2 separate regions of the Salmo salar genome follow, and region 2 is linked to region 1. The links are chromatin contacts, called in public Hi-C maps. All regions are on one chromosome and are shown on one strand. Each heading gives the region's core, a stretch centred on a gene start, on an enhancer-like site or on the middle of the called end of the contact. The rest is flanking DNA. Distances are from core to core; before and after follow the strand shown.

The links. Hi-C and Micro-C count contacts between places; a contact is called where the count stands out from the background.
Region 2: a Hi-C map of muscle shows a contact between it and region 1, with 7 times the contacts expected there. The contact joins the enhancer-like site here to the promoter of LOC106577246 in region 1. A contact is called at or near these places in 2 of 3 Hi-C or Micro-C datasets (gill and muscle).

What each region holds. Positions count from the first base shown.
Region 1 is chrssa18:31,131,658-31,134,357 of Ssal_v3.1, forward strand. It overlaps LOC106577246 (transmembrane protein 150A), which reads left to right and starts at 1,316. Exons shown (of 8, transcript XM_014155172.2): 1 at 1,316-1,667; 2 at 1,932-2,194. The coding sequence starts at 2,130.
Region 2 is chrssa18:31,184,223-31,186,965 of Ssal_v3.1, forward strand. No RefSeq gene overlaps it. Among protein-coding and RNA genes, the nearest start is that of LOC106577245, 14 kb to the right of the region's middle. Within about 2 kb of position 1,404, at least 8 of the 13 cell types and tissues checked have an H3K27ac peak or open chromatin away from gene starts, as enhancers often do. A contact at or near this core is called in gill and muscle, where this site is marked.

The DNA of each region.
Region 1 (2,700 bases), core at 66-2,565:
CAAAACCTTTTCCCCCTCAGGAGACTGAAAATATTTGTCATGGTACCCCAGATCCTCAAAAGGTTCTACAGCTGCACCATCGAGAGCATCCTGACCGGTTGCATCACCGCCTGGTATGGCAACTGCTCGACATCTGACAGGGTAGTGCGAACAGCCCAGTACATCACTGGGGCCAAGCTTCCTGCCATCCAGGACCAATATAATAGGCGGTGTCAGAGGAAAGCCCGTAAAATTGTCAGACTCCAGTCACCCAAGTTATAGACTGTTTTCTCTGCTACCGCACAGCAAGCGGTACCGGAGCATCAAGTCTAGGACTAAAAGGCTCCTCAACAGCTTCTACCCCCAAGCCATAAGACTGCTGAACAATTCATAAAATCGCCACCGGACAATTTACATTGCCCCCCCGTACACTGCTGCTACTCACTGTTTGTTTGTTACCTATGCATAGTCACTTCGCCCCCACCTACATGTACAGATTACCTCAACTAGCCTGTACCCCCACACACTGACTCGGTACAGGTTCCCCCTGTATATAGCCTCGTTATTGTTATTCTTATTGTGTTACTTTTTATTATTACTTTTTACTTTAGCCTACTTGGTAAATATTTTATTCTTCTTGAACTGCACTGTTGGTTAAGGGCTTGTAAGTAAGCATTTCACGGTAATGTGTACACTTGTATTTGGCGCATGTGACAAATAAAGTTTCATTTGATTGATTCCGTTCCAGCCATTACTATGAACCTGCCCTCCCCAGTGAAGGTGCCACCAACCTCCTGTGGTTTGAAATAGTCATGGAGATGGATGAATGAATGCTGAAATTGTTTCTCTACGGATTTAGATGTAATGTACATGACGCAATCGTGTACCTTCTACTAAGCTATGTTCATTTCATGCCACCTATTTGGTTTGACAAGAAGTTCTACTTCCCAGGCAGACTATTGAGATGCACCATGGTGTCAAAAATATACCACAAGACATGCGTGCCGAAAACGGTTATTGGGATGTAGGCCTAGTTAATACACGCTGTTGACACTGTTGTCAACAGCGTGACCTAAATTCACAGAATAATGAGGATAACAATTTTTCTTAAAACAGGAACAAACGAACATACAAAGCATTAGTCAAACAAACAAATCAGAGCTAAACTGCAGGCTCGAACACCGATGCATGGTGGAGGCGCGAGAAAACAAATAGGTTCGCTTGATTTAGTTCACCTGACCGTCGGTGATCGGAGTTCGTCATTTGTGGCCATTGGATATTCAGTCGTTTTCTGCACCTCTTGTCCAACCGGGCGAGATAAATTGAAGGCACCCAATAACCCCGGATGGGGGAGGAGTTGCGCTCAACAGCTGGCAAGCCTGCTTTGATGATTTTTGACAAAGCTACCTCCCCACGGAGATACACGAAACACCGTCCGTTCCCTCAGAAAAGACACACAGTAATTGTCCATTCAAAGAAGAAAAACGAACAAGGGGGACTTAAAACTGCCAAAATATTTAAAACGAATATATACTGACTCGTTGGTATTTTTCGTGAGAAACACAGGAGAGATTTGCCTCGTGAAAAGGTGCCTTTTGACAGAGCTGTTGCAGTTATAGGCGCTCGAGACGAGAGTGAGGTGAAACGAAAGTTGGGAGCGAAAAACGAATCTTTCCAAAAGGGAAACGGTGAGATGCTGAGAATCTATCTTATCTTTATTTCCTGTAACAATTGGCTAGAGTTGATGGGCAATTTAGCATCAAACCGCTAACGTTAACTGAATAATGAATATTTTGCTGCGAAAGTGTCTAAAAAGTTAATATCATCTTGTGTGTTTACACTGTAAACCAGTTGACTATAGTCACCCAGTCATCTGTCCAGATTTCATAATAGCCAATAGTGACAACACGATGATGGTGATGTTGAGTAGCCTATCTTCTTCCTCTTTCCAGACTGGACACGTCGTCTCCGCTCACTCCCTTTCCTCGCCTTCAAGTCACAAACACGTCGGCTGAGATGCGACTGCCAGTTACCTGGAGTTAAATGCTAGTCCATGAGAGGAGAGTGCGAGTTTGGCCAAGGACGAGGAGAAAGAAGAAGAGGGCTATTTCCCGAAACAGAGGGACCGAGGGACAGAGCAGGGAGAGGACATGTCTCTTTGGGTCATACTACCTGTTAGTCTGCCTTCCTTGACCATCACTGGAATATGGGTTGTGTGAGTGTTTCTGCTTTTTGTTGATCTTTTAAGCCAACTCAAAATAGTCCATTGTTGTTTGGTTCTTTGGCCAAAGGCACAACATGTCTGGCACAGAATCTCAAACAGTCAGTCAGTGGCCAACTGTCATACAACGTCAAACTACCATGATAAAGCAATCCACAGCCATAGTTTTATATAGATTTTTTTTATTTTTATACCTGACATTTTATGGCAGGATTGGACAGTATCTAGTCATGCAAACCAACTTTGCCAACCACCACTGCTCTGGTCATAGAACCTGGCTGCATAGCTGCTGTGCATTCCAGGGCTCCATGGTGATATGAGTGGATTAGTTCTCTCCCCAGGCCTGCATGTGGCCTTAGATCACTACTGTCTGTATTATAGCTTGGGCTGTGATTAATCTCTACCTCCATCTCTCTATATCTCTCTCTCCATCCATCCCTCCCTTCCTATCCCTCCCTCCCTCTCTCACTCTTTCAAAATAGCAGGTTCAGGTAGCCTGT
Region 2 (2,743 bases), core at 154-2,653, 53 kb after region 1:
CTCAGGCATATACAATTGTACAAATGTAAACTTTAAGATGTCCACAAAATAATATACCTACTGTTGGCAGCATGTACTTTGGCAATTTATTCATAGACTATTTATGTTTTAGCAAAATAATCACAACAATTAAGTCAGAATACTAAATACATCAAACCTTATCAGCCATCAGAGATGAGAACAGTTAATTCAAGGCGGCTAATATTGTTTACAGCGAGATCCCAGCAGCAGCTCTACAATAGCTCTAGACTACAGATGAAGATACAAATAGCATTTAGTCAAACAGGACTGAGCAGGGGTTCATAGACACATCATAAAGCATTAAGGCCTTATGAACAGTTATTAAGCATCCTTATGATGCCTTATAAGTGGTTATAAAGCCTTATTCTTCAAAGCTATTTCTACTGCTACATTTGGTCAACTGTAACACTGGTAAGAGGTACAGTATACAGCCCAAGACATCCCTGGGATAAGAGACCTGTGTCGTCTGACTGCATACCTGTTGTTGGTGTTGTGTAGTAGTAGTAGTAGTAGTGCATTGTAAAAACTGTCCTGCAGTATCGATGATATAATTACAAAATTAAGACTTTTGTGAATTTGATCTTTACAAAGCTACATATAATATAAACCAGTTTGATACAGAGCAAAAATAAGAGTTGTAACTACATCCGAAAACCAAGTTAGAGGGTGATCTCCCTTCTAATATTTGGTTGATTAAAGGTTGTGGTTTGAACCTGCAGATACATATTCCGCTTCCATTATGGATGAATACCAATACAGGACTTATAGCACCATCTTCAGGTGATATGGACAGAGTGGAGGGGTTAATATCGTTTTTTATATATTTTCTATAATTTTTTTTGTAATCGTTTAGTATTTTTTTTATATAACATTTCAAATTACAATACAATACAAACTTAAGACATCACTACATGTATCTTTTTTTTCAGAATAAACATAAAAAGCATTAAAAAGTAGTGACGAGCGTCACAATTTACCCTCAGCTAAGCCCCGCCCCAAAATGTGGGGCAACCAATCGCAGCGCTCCAATGGGTAGCAACTGTCGTCGAGTCTGACATTCCACATATGGACAAGCTCACGTTTAAGGTTCTTACATTCTCTCTGGCTATCGCCTCTGGTTTCAGAGCGCAGAATAGCTGACGAATTTACGAACGCTCAACATCCGTTGAATATGGCCGGTGTCAGTAAACGTCGGCAAAAAAAAGCGTAATTAAATTGTAGCTCGCAGCAGTTACAGTCCCCAACGCTCTGGATAACATGAAAACAGCTCTTCTAGGGCGAGTGAAATTGTTTTCTCGTTTGTGGCTGGAAGTAGCTAGCAAGCTTGGCCATAACACTCGATCACCCCAACTCCTCGGCCCGAGTGTCCAGTGTCCGCGAAACGCTCTTAATTTACGAACTCCCTGAAGGCACTCTGGCACTCCTGATTGAATTTACGAACGCACCCTAAAACACACGAAAGCCGGTGAGGACTACGGCACAAACAAGTGTTTTCTTTTAAAGAAAAGTAATGTTTAAATGGCTAAAACATTGAATAGTGCACCAGGAGTATTTGCTACTGTGATTCCTGAAATGCAGAGCCCATTGATGGAGTATTTTTCAAATCCGAAATGATACATTGTTTGCTAGCTCAGCTGGTTAGCTAACTCTCAGTGACCACCAAACGTTGCTAGCTAGCCAGTTAATTTAGCTAAATTAGCAATGTTATGAATAAAAGTCCCATCTGCTGTCAACATGTTTCAAAGTGTTTTTGCATTGATTAATCTTATGCTACTCATAAATATCATACATTTTTCGAAACTAATCCAATCTGTTACTTGCACCTTTTACTGTAATGGTATTCCAGTTTAGATCAAATCAAATTGTATTTATCACATGCGCCGAAAACAACAGGTGTAGACCTTACAGTGAAATGCTTTAGGTAGTCTGATATTTTAGTCTTCCTAACCCGGCAGTCATTATAAATGCAGGTTGCGGGTGAGTACAAATTCCAAATGTTGGATATTCCCAATCTGGCTGGAATCCAATCGGAATTACACATAATTTAGCAATATAGAGTGATGTGAGTTGCAGGCCTTATGAAATATGTGTTGTATTGTGTGAAACAATAACATATTTGCTTAGAATCACACTTGGTGAAAGTCGCATGAATGATGGATGAATGCAACAACCATGTCTGCCGCTAACAAATAGTCATGGGTGGTAACTCTACAATTCACTCGAAAGGCAAGGCATTCTGTGAATATTGCAAATAAGGTGTGTGTTAATTTAACATGTGCATAAATCAATAGAATGAATGCTTAAATCCAGTTGACATTAGTAAAGTTTGTTTTCTCTTTCCTCGTTCATCTCTGCTTCTCTCGTGCAGAAAATACGTTTAGGGGCCGGTGCAATACCAAAAAAAGGGGATCCCCCCCCCCCCCCCCCAAATAAAATCAGTTTGATTGGTTTTCAGGATTTAATTTCCTGAAAACCAATCAAACTGATTTTATTTGGGGGGGGGGGGGATCCCCTTTTTTTGGTATTGCACCGGCCCCTAAACGTATTTTCTGCACGAGAGAAGCAGAGATGAACGAGGAAAGAGAAGCTGTTAAAATGACCCAACATGTTTTTGATAAGATTTCAGTTATGCTTGGATGCATATTTTATGTGGTTGAAATACGATCAGCTTTTATGATGCTGATAAAGATAACACCTCCACCTTTACAGACGGTCCCTAACC